2 separate regions of the Cricetulus griseus genome follow, and region 2 is linked to region 1. A link is a contact called in public Hi-C data. All regions are on one chromosome and are shown on one strand. Each heading gives the region's core, a stretch centred on a gene start, on an enhancer-like site or on the middle of the called end of the contact. The rest is flanking DNA. Distances are from core to core; before and after follow the strand shown. Region 1 overlaps Acaa2 (3-ketoacyl-CoA thiolase, mitochondrial). Region 2 overlaps Myo5b (unconventional myosin-Vb).

Region 1 (5,497 bases), core at 2,527-5,026:
TTTTGGAGTTTTCACTCTGATGATAGTCTTTTACTGTTTCAGCTAACGATGCTGGCTACTTTAATGAGGAAATGGTACCCATTGAGGTGAAGACAAAGAAAGGAAAACAGATGATGCAAGTGGATGAGCATGCTCGGCCCCAAACAACCCTGGAACAATTGCAAAAGCTCCCTCCAGTGTTCAAGAAAGAAGGGACTGTCACTGCGGGGAACGCCTCGGTGTGTCACGGCATCGGCTTATGCTCTTGCCAATATGTACTTGCCAAGTGATGGTGAAGTGTCCCTTCCAGATATGTCTAGAAACTTCCTACCTTAAGTTGTTTAACTTAGACTGATAGTGTTCATATTTTGTTAATTTGGGTTTTCGTGGTCTAATGCAAAGCCTGTAGCCAGGAACCCAGATAATCTGATTTCAGTATATTGAAAGGAGACCCTCCTGGTTTGTGATGGTAGTTTTCATACCTCATACATTTTCTTTTTCACATAATTTATCAGATTTCTTTTTATATCTGCACATATTTGATGTTAAGATTTTAATTTCTTCTTTTTTCTTTTGCATTCCTTCCTGTTGTCCTTTGGTCAAGTTTTACTCCATGCTTAAATGTTCTCTGAAGTCCTTCCATTGATATCCCACACATTGTCAGAGCTTCCTATGGACGTCCTAACCCTAATTCTACTCTGTGATCTACAGTACTGTTAGCTCTAACCTTAAGTCGCTTCTTTTACTGGTTTTGTTTTTAATCTGCTGCTTTTATTTTTAAGGGGGTCTCTGATGGTGCTGGAGCTGTCATCATAGCTAGTGAAGATGCTGTCAAAAAACATAACTTCACACCACTGGCCAGAGTTGTGAGCTACTTTGTATCTGGATGTGATCCCAGTATCATGGGTATTGGTGAGTTTATCATTGAAAACTGTTCTGTTCTCTTACTAGAGTTAGGTCTGTTTGGGCATTCAGAGTCTCAGAAATGCAACCAAATCAAGATTACTGGTGAAATCCCTTAGATCATCTTTATGAAGAACTGTCCTGTATGTAACAGAGCAACCAAGACCATGCAAACCCTCTGTGGGCAGCAGTCATAGCATTCTGTTTGTCTGATGCAAACCCTCTGTGGGCAGCAGTCATGGCACAGTGTCTGTCTAGGGTATTTAAGTCATCCCACAGAGAAGCTAGAGGGAGTGCTCTTGCAGATACAAGTTCAGTTTATAGCATCCACATCAGCTGACTCACAACTGCCTGTAATTCCAGATCCAGAAGTATCTGATTCTCTTGGCCTCCATGGGCACTCTACACACATGCATGCTCTCGTGTGTGTGTGTGTGTGTGTGTGTGTGTGTGTGTGTGTGTGTGTGTGTGCTGCACATGAGCACACACACGTGTGCACACACACATACACACAAATACAGAGAGATGGGAGTGTGTATGTATGTGTGTGTGTGTATATATATATATATATATATTATAGAAATAAATTTTAAAAATCAACACAAAATAATAGAGGGTGCTGGATTTGTAGCTTTGTGACAGAGCATAGCATGTGTAAGACTTTGGGCTTGGTCCCCAGCACCACGGGAAAGGAAGGAAACAGAATTGCACAATGAAGTCATGATGTGGTTTAGAAAAACCTGCTCAGGGAGGCAGTACCACAGCTCTGCAGTCACTAGTGACTCTCACTCAGTCTTCCCTTACAACTCTAGTGGGACTTCTGGTAAATGAGTGTGTAGTTCCCAGACCAGAAAAAGGTAAGCACATGCCTCTAGGTCTCTCTCAGGAAGTCATCATTAGGCTGGTAATGTCCCCTGGCTCCTCCCAGGCTTCTTAGCAAAGCGAACTATAGGCAGGTGTCGGGTGACAGGCACTAATGTGAGGGAGATGTGAAACTGTTGACATTTTTCAGGCCCAGACTATTTTTATTAATTAGAAATGGAACAGAGGATATATGAGCATGGTGGTGTCCATCTGATTCCAGCACTCACGAAGCAGAGGCAGGACTGCAAGTTGCAGTCCATCTAGGATTATATAGCAAGACCTATCTCGAAAGAGAGAGAGAAAGGAAAGAAGAGAAAAACAAACAAACAAAAAAACAAAAGCTCTTTTTACTAAGTACACAGAGACTCTGATGCAAATTTTTAATTTTTTGTTTACTCTGTGAATGAGTATGTGTGAACACACGCACATGTAGACACACAAATCACAGCCTGTATGTCAAGGTCAGAGGACAACTTTTGAAGGTCATCTCTCTCATTTCACTTTATGTACTCTGGAGATCCAACTCAAGCCACCAGCCTTGGTGGCCAGCACCCTCATCCACCCAGCCATCTCACTGGCCCCAGTGAGGAGAGTTTTAGTCTTTCTTATTATCCCCACCTTTAAGGAAACAAGAGGCCAATTAGGTGCTCACTGCACACGTGACCCTGGTACTCTGCATCTCACCCGTGGCCCCATGTCCTAAAGAAGAGCCTTCCGTACAGTCTGGACTTCAGATTCTTGACAGACCAAAGAGTTTTCTGTGAGTTTGGGCCTTTTTTGACTCCTTAATTTGTTTTTTAAGATGGCTGTCAAGATGGAAGGAGGATAATGCGTTACTGCCATGTCAGCAGATGTTCAGATGACTCTGTGACTATTGCCCGGGGATTAAGTCAGCTCCCAGGTGCCCTGGAAGCCAAGCCCTTCAGACAAGGCTTCCCTCCGGGAAGAATTACTAGGAAACAAGCCTGGCGTGCTCACACCTTTTTACCTTCCATTGCTTATCTCAAATTTATGTCAACTTTATGTCATCAACTGCAGGAAATTTGACACTGCTAAAATCAGGGCTTTTTTTTTTATGTCATGGACTTAAAAGCTACATAAAGATTTTACCTTGGAAATAGAAGGTAGCCTGAAAAATAAAACCTCTGTGGAGTGAAATGGCATTCATCACATCACACCCACTGCACTGGTTCCCACATTAACTCTTCCTCTGGGGATTTTGTTGCAATAGGTCTGTAACCTGCGGTCAGTGTTTCTGCTTTTGATTTCTGAGTCCTTGGGTACTTTGATGAGCTATCAAATTTCTCTGGTTTCAATCAGTTCTTTTATAGTTGTTTTTCAGTTGAACCTCATTTAATGGGGTTTGGTGGATTAGCAGTAACTGGTGAGCAAAGGAAATGTTTCCCTGGCTTCAAATGCTTAAGTAGCGCTACTGTGGAACTGTCCGTGCCAAGGGCCCCTCAGTGTCCGGTGCCTGTGTCACCTACAAGCTTGTGTGCTCCATAGTGTGGGGCTAAGCAAAGGCCTGTGAAGCACATGGCCAGGTTTATCACAGCAACAGCCCCAACCAACATCTATATTATTAGTTACTTATCCTGTAGCTATGACAGAATACCTAACCATAAGAAAACTTAAAGAAGAGGGCTTTATTTTTGGCTGTCACTTCAAGTACATCATGGCAGCAGGAACTTTAGGCAGCTGGTCACATGATGTCTGCAATCAGGAAACAGAGAGACGAATGCTAGAGGTCAGCTCACTTCTTCTTTCTTAATCCAAGGCACCAGTCCACCAGTCACCCACCATTAGGGTGGGTCTTCCCAACTCAGCTAACCTGATTTAAATAATCTCTCACAGGCATGCCCAGAGGCTAACCTTGTCTAGCTGACCCCTCATAGGGGTGTTTCCTGGGTGATTCTAGATCCTGTCAAGTTGACAGTCACTATTAACCATAATACCAGTCATCCTGTTTTCATGTTGGATGTGTAAAGAATCTGGAGTTAGCTTCTAGTAAATCAGTAGCTATTTGGAACTGCATTTTAAACTGAATCATGTTATCTGAATGGTCATGCTTGACAAGCAAACTGGTCCAAAGAGCCTTTTAACTGGGTGAAACCTGTTCAGCCATGTGACTTCACAGCAGATTTTTTCTGATGAGTCATTTACACACTTTCTTCCTCAAAGGATAAATAGAGAAGGAAATTATCCCTAGGCAGACATCTGGTTTATGGAGATGCCACTGTGTTCCCTGCTTTTTATCCAAATGGGCTAAAGGTTCGAAGTGAATGAATGGGAATAGTTTCCACCTTGGAACACTTGGTCTGCCTGGTCATTTGAGATCAGTATAATATGTAAGTCCTGCATATAGCCCCTGGCTGCTCAACATCCTAAAGCCAGGTAGACTGTCTCATGTAGGTCTCTCACCCACAGTCGACTGCAGTCAGCTTTTCGCCTTTGTCCCTTTTTTCTGATGTGCAATCATTTCCTTGTATATTATAGGAGTGGGAGTTTTGTTCTGTGAGCTACGTTCTAACTGTATAAACGGGATGATCTGAAACTTACGGTCCAGCCACTTCAGCCTCCTGAGGGTTGGGGTGACAGGTGTGCACCACACGCCTGGCTTAAAGAATAACAAGAGAACATATATTTCCATCTAATTCCTTTATTCTTCCTTAGGCCCAGTTCCTGCAATCAATGGCGCATTGAAGAAAGCTGGACTGAGTCTTAAGGACATGGATTTGGTTGATGTAAGTGTTTTCTTTTACAATAGGAATAAGCCACCTACTTGTATAACGCAAATGGTTTAGCTTGGTATCCTGTAGCTCTTCTTTTAGTACTGTGAACTTTGCCACCTGTTCTCCACCCACATACATATTGACTGTGCATGCTTTGTGTTGGCATGTTACCCACTGTATTAAAGTGTTGTGCTTATTTTTTTGTGATTTGTGTCTGTGTGTGCACACACATGCACATATATGTGTGCATGTATGGGAACATAGGTTGTATAGTTTTTTTTTTTTCCCTTCATCTCTTTCCACCTTAGTTTTTGAGATGGATCTCTCACCAATTTGGATAAACTGGCTAGTCAGCAAGCCTGAGGGAACCCTCCCATCTCCACAACCCCACTGGGATTACCCAGCTTTTTCACAGGGGCGGTAGAGAGCTAATTTAGGTTCTTAAGCTTGCCCAGTAGATACTTTATCCACTGGGCCATCTCCCCAGTCTCACTTCACCTGCTTCTGAGTGATTTCAAGCACTCTGATCTCTCTTAATCCTGGAAACTTCTTAGAACCTCTTAGGATACTGCTATCGTTTAGACTTTAGCATGCCTGTGACGCTGTGTCAAGAGGGTGGGAAATAAGTTGTCAAGAATGAAGAGTAGAAATGTAGATAAAATCACTTACCTAATAGAAAAACAATACATAATGCTGATCTAGAAGTTACTTGCCCTTTCTCCCAAATTCAAGGCTCTTCAAATTTATATTTGGCTTCTCCACCATAGTTGTGGCTTGATTTAGAATACACTTACTGTAACCGGTCTTTCTGGAATAATGACACGGAGACTTTTTATTAATTATGAAAGCTTGACTTTAGTTTAGACTTGTTCCCAACTAGCTCTTGAAACTTAAATTAACCTGTTTATATTATAATCTACATTCTGTCACATGGCTTGTTACCTCTCCTCAGTACCACCAACTATCTCTTAAAACCTAAGTTAACAATTTATATTAATCTACATTCTGCCACGTAGCTC
Region 2 (5,765 bases), core at 3,178-5,677, 49 kb before region 1:
GGCCTGCTTTCCTGGGTGCAGGTTGCTGGAGGCACAGTTGCAGGCCCAGAGCCTGGAGCATGAGGAAGAGGTAGAGCGTCTCAAGGCCCAGGTGGAGACCCTGAAGGAGGAGATGGACAAACAGCAGCAGACCTTCTGCCAGACCCTGCTGCTCTCCCCAGAGGCCCAGTTGGAATTTGGTGTCCAGCAGGAGATATCCCGCCTGACCAATGAGAACCTGGTAAGTGGCTGTGCCTCGTGGATTGTAGCTCTTAGGATCAGTTCTGGATGGGATGGCATCAGGAGCTGCCAGATGGGCAGGGCTCATGTCCTTAGCTCTGCAGTAGGAATAGAGACCTAGAAAACCCATCTGTTGAGGAGTGATAACTGAAACAAAGGGCCTAGGACTTCATGTATTAAAATGGCAGATCCCAATGGGGACAGCTTGCCTATGCTCCATGCTCCATGTGAACCTGGAAGATCTAATATAGCTTCATTTGGTGTCTGGACTTTGGTCTTCCTCCATGAGGTCTCTCTTGTGTGCCCTGTCTCGTTCCCTAGCCTAGCCTGAGATGCTATATGTGGCACTAGCCTGAGATGTTACATGTGGTACTGGCTTCCAAGAAAATGAAAGCAGGAGCCATGGGGCTCCTAAAGACCCATCCAGAACCAGTATGACATCTGCCCCCATGCTAAGTGACCAGAACATCACGGCTCAGCTGGATATAGTAGGGATATGCTTGTCCCTTGAGGGGAGCAGAAATTGTTGGTGGCTACCTTTGGTGGCCATGGCAGCTATTAGAAGGGTGGAGAGTATATACCCTGTGAGAACTTGCAGGGCAGAAGGAAGACAAATGAAGGGCACAAGGAAGACAGTATTCATAAAAACATGGTTCTCCATGGGATTAGCAGCACACATTACAGAAAAAGAAGAAATTGGAAGAGAAGATATTTGGAGAACAAAAGTGGGGCTCACATGTCTTCTGGGGTGGGGTGCCTATGAGGGAACAGTAGGAGGTACTCAAGCCTAATTGGCAGGGCATACATTGACAGGGCTCCCAGTCCTGCCCAGCTGGGTCACCATTGCCCCTGATGGCCAAGAAGCCTGGGTTTGGGCCAATCCAAAGAGAGGAGGTGAGGTACTGGATTCACACGATTCCTCCTCCTTTTCTTTCCTATATTATGTTCTCTTGGCCTGAAGCACAGAAATGTACACATTTTTGGCAATAATATACATTTATGAAAACATAATGAGCCGGGTGGTGGTGGCGCACACCTTTAATCCCAGCACTCAGGAGGCAGAGGCAGGAGGATCTCTGTGAGTTCGAAACCAGCCTGGTCTACAAGAGCTAGTTCCAGGACAGTCTCCAAAGCCACAGAGAAACCCTGTCTCGAAAAGCCAAAAAAAAAAAAAGAAAGAAAAAAAGAAAACATAATGAAACCTATTTTGTATATAACCAAGAGCCAAGTAAAAAAATAAGTTGTTGAGCCAGCTTCTGGTACATGACATAGCCTAGAAAATGCATTTGCAGGTCTATACTTCCTAGAGGGCTACTGGATATATGATATTGTGGGTGACCAGCTAGCAAAGAGAGCTGTATTACATAGAGCTGCTGTATTCAGTTGCTGCCTAAGAGAGTCAGTAGACAGTCCCATCTTGAGAAGAAACTATGTGTGAGACTGTATCATGGGCCCATCTGCTAGAGTAGTGAACCTTGCCATGTGAGTAGGAGCCTGAGGTTCTGGGTCTATGAAGATGAGGAGAGGGACCAGGAGGCTACAGTTTGCCACCTTTGGGAAGACTTGTGTCACATGGTCTAGAACTGTGACCCAGAAACAGAGCCAACATGTAGCAAGTTCTAGGGACTATTTGTGTTTTATGTCCCCATTGTCAGTAAATATCTATATCAGCTAATTGCTAGTAGATAAGTCATGCATGGGCATTGGGCAAGGAGGGGGACATGTGTAAACAACTGTCCACAACACAGCATGCTGGGAACTTTAAGAACTAAATGTACAGGAATTCAGGGCAATTCTGACTGAAGAGGTTAGGGAGGCTTGTGGGTGGTGTGAGGATGTCATTGTCTCAGTAGCATCTCACTAGAGAGATGGCTTCAGACACACTCAACTTTCGATGCCAAGATTTCTCTTAGGTTAATTTGGTCACCATCACTGTGGCCCCTGTGGCTTTAGACCTCATTAGTAGCCTCACAAGTTTGCCAGCTTTGGTCTTGCTTTGGTCTTCATAGACCCAGAACCTCAGGCTCCTACTCACATGGACATAAAACCAAGTTTGCTGAGCCCAGGCTTTAAAGACTCCCAGGTGGTTCCAGGGTGCTGCACGTGTGGGGAGCACAGTTTTACATGATTCTGCTTAGCATATTAAGAAGAAGGCTCCTGGCATTTTAAACAGGGCCTGTTAACCTGAAGAGCTGTCCAACAAGATTCAGCACCATGGGTTGCAGTCAGCAACTGTGGGAGTGATTCGTGTGGAGGGCTGCCTTTCCCAGACTCCTGTGGAGAGGCCGCTGTGGAGTCTCTGCCTCGAAACAGAATGATTGCTGCAGCCTGGATGTTGGATTTTACCCAACATTTTACTTGTTATGTCTGGTGTTGAGGTGCACGCAGGTATCAGGGAATTTGTTGATTATCCCCTTGGGTTTTGTGAAAGTTTGTTAAGAACAATTATGGGAAGACCTGAACACATTTTTGTCTTCTGGACTTGGTAACATCACATTCATGGGCATCATCTGGCAGTTGCAGTATCAGAGCCTTGACTAGGTCTGCAACATTCCTCATTCAGTGGATTGGCTTAGTCAATTGGATGGATGCCTGAGGATGAGATGGGGTCAGGATAAACCGGAGGGCTCACAGGTGTGGTGGTTGGAATAAGAATGACCCCCATAGGCTCATAGATTTGAATGCTTAGTCGCCAGGGAATGGCTGTATTTGAAAAGATTAAAAGTATTCAGAGGCGTGGCCTTGTTGAAGAGAGTGTTACTGGGAGTGGGCTTTGAGGTTTCAAAAGCCCATGCCAAGCCCACAGTCTCTCTCTCATCCTGTGGATCGGGATGTAGCTCTCGGCTATTGTTCAAGCACCTGCCTGTGTGCTGTCATGCTCCCTGCCTTGATGATAATAGACTAAGACTGTGAAACAATAAGCCAGCCACCAATTGAATGTTTTCTTTTATAAGAGTTGCCTTGGTCAAGGTATCTCTTCACAGCAATAGAACAGTGACTAAGATAACAGAAGACTTCATCTGTCCCCTAAGAATCTTTACTAAAGTTTTGCAAGATACTTAAGTACTTTGTACCAACTAACTTCTTGCAGAATCTCTGATCCTTCAGTCCTCTTCCCTCCACCTCTCTCCCTCCCCCTCCTCCTCCCCAGCTGTCTGTGCTGTCACCCCATCCTTTGAACTAGGTAAACATTTAGATGCCCCTCAATCTGAGAAGTTTTTTTTGTGGTTTATACTATCTAACGATTTGTTTGTTTGCTTACTTGCTTGTTTATTTACTTGTGGAGAATCCTACCACACGTGTGGAAGTTTAGAGAAAAGCTTCCAGGAGTCAGTTCTCTACCATGTAGCTTCTGGGGATCAAACAGGCTTAGAAGCAGTGCCAGTGCCTGCTGAGCCACCTTGCCAGCCTCTTCCCCTTTTAAATGAAGAGAAAGTCCCTCAAGACACCTATAATTAGACTTGTCTGCGAAGCCCATAGCACTGGTATTAATCTTGTAACTGACTCTCCTTTGCAGGTCTACCTTAAAGCCTTCTCCATCCTCTGGCCCCCACAGGCACCTGCACTCCTGTTCACAAAGGCACACACAGCACTCAAAGACATACATGCACATAAAAATAAAATATATCCTTTTTAAAATGTCATCTATGCCTTGGACTCCATAGGCAAAGGTTCTATCTTGGTGATAGAGCACTCCCTAGCACATATCTAACCTGGGTTCTACACCCTGTGACACACATAGGGGTGGGTGTGAAAATACACACGGAAGATGTTTCAGAGGTCCCGGGATGAAGTGCTTCTTCTCCTTTTCCATTGCTCTAGTTACCTAGGCTTGGCTCCAATGGTGAAAGCAGGGCTCCTTTCCTTTCCTCTCTCCCTTCCCTACCTCAAAGAGCCACTGCCCATCTGGATAAGGATCATGATAGCAAAGTCCTTCCCTAGACAGCTTATTGTTCTAGGTCCCAATGGACTGACTCGCTTCCAATGGCAACAGTTGCTAGGAACTGAGGCCACCATTCCTGTCCTGTTTGGCTTGCTGGCCCTTCCAGCTCTATGCCTGCATCACCAACCTCCACCCAGAGTGCTGCTCACCACTCCCCTGGACACCTTGGCTGGGTGTCCTCTCAGGAGCCTTGACTTAGGGAGCCCTAGGATTCACAAGGTGCCAGAGTGCCCCAGTGGGAGGAATTTGCCCTGGGAGGAGTTCACCCTGTTGTTGCTGGCACAATGAACTCTGACTCATCGCCCTTCTGGGCTCTGAGCAGGTGCTGAGCCGGTGTGAGACAGCCCTTCTTCCCCTACCTGAGTGGAGATCCTTAGCCTTCTTGGGCCCCTCTGTTCCTAGCAAGGATTTTCCCTTTCCTTCAGTGTGAGGTGAGCATCCTGCTCTCACACGGCTCTCTTGTGCTTTCAGGATTTTAAGGAATTGGTAGAGAAGCTGGAGAAGAATGAGAGGAAGCTGAAAAAGCAGCTGAAGATTTACATGAAGAAAGCCCAGGACTTAGAAGGTAGTGTTCCTGGGTGTGCATGAGTATGTGCCTGAGTGTGTGCATGAGGCAGAGGTGACTTTGCCAGCCTGTGGGACTTCAGCCTACAGTCCCCTTCATCAGTTTTCTGGTGACGGTGCCTGCTCCAGCCCTGTCATGGAAGAATTCAACTTCCTGGGAGCTCACACCTCAGCAGGCAGAGAGAGCTGCTTGAGAGGATATGAACCAGACTCTGGAGGCTGGAGGAGTGACACACAGGTTCATAGTGGCAGCTGCCTTTGGAGGATATAGAGTCAGAGGCGAGGCTTTCTGGTCTGAAAGAACATTGTGACACAAAGACCTGGGGCCCTCACCTCACACCATGGGATGACACAATTAAACTCCCAATATGGAGTCTAGCCCAAAGGGAGGGGCAGACAGAAGGCTAAATTACTTTCCTAAAGTCCTGGGCGTATTCTTTCCTGTAACTGTTTTGCTCCATAAACAAGTGTCACCCTGCTTGTAGCCCTGAGACCCCTCAGTCTTCATCCTTCTCAGTGTCCCGCCTCCACCAGCACCTATGGTGCACACTCCTGGCATGGCACCTGGACAAGCTGCATTGTCAAGTGTTTTTCCACGCTAACACACAAATGCATCTCCTCAGCTCTACTGGTGGGGACAAAACTGGGGACTCCACATCTGTTCTGTGCTGATGACAATACCCTCATACTGTTGGTGCCCAGGTGTGCAATGAATAAATATTGGGAGTCTGTTATCCTCTTCTGGGCTGGGGGAAAGGTCTGAGTGGAGTTTTGGAGTTTAACAAGTCCTTGATACCCCGGTGGGTACCACTAAGATGCCTCCCAGATAGATGTGCTTACGTAGGCTCATGCTGCATTTAGATGCTAGGTACAGTGTTTCCACCCACTGGCACCACCTGCTCCCCTGGCCAGCTCACAACTGTACCATCATAGTGTCATGATGGCCAGTGCTGTAGTACGCACAGGGAACTATGTAGAACTGGTCTGGCTGGCTCTCTTCCCAGACTCAGGGACCTTCCTTACATCTTGGTAGGAGGAG

What was found. A called contact is a pair of places that touch in the nucleus more often than the background predicts.
Region 2: a contact with region 1 is called in a Hi-C map of liver, with 2.1 times the contacts expected there. The contact joins two enhancer-like sites. A contact is called at or near these places in 3 of 8 Hi-C or Micro-C datasets (the CHL-YN cell line, the CHO-K1 cell line and liver).

Annotation. Positions count from the first base shown.
Region 1 is chr2:165,111,075-165,116,571 of CriGri-PICRH-1.0, reverse strand. Acaa2 (3-ketoacyl-CoA thiolase, mitochondrial) reads left to right here. Exons shown (of 10, transcript XM_027397909.2): 6 at 43-218; 7 at 762-891; 8 at 4,420-4,490. Among named protein-coding and RNA genes, the nearest start is that of Acaa2, 19 kb to the left of the region's middle. Within about 2 kb of position 3,776, at least 1 of the 6 cell types and tissues checked has open chromatin away from gene starts, as enhancers often do.
Region 2 is chr2:165,160,908-165,166,672 of CriGri-PICRH-1.0, reverse strand. It overlaps Myo5b (unconventional myosin-Vb), which reads left to right. Exons shown (of 40, transcript XM_035438715.1): 31 at 22-220; 32 at 4,634-4,727. Among named protein-coding and RNA genes, the nearest start is that of Acaa2, 31 kb to the right of the region's middle. Within about 2 kb of position 4,427, at least 1 of the 6 cell types and tissues checked has open chromatin away from gene starts, as enhancers often do.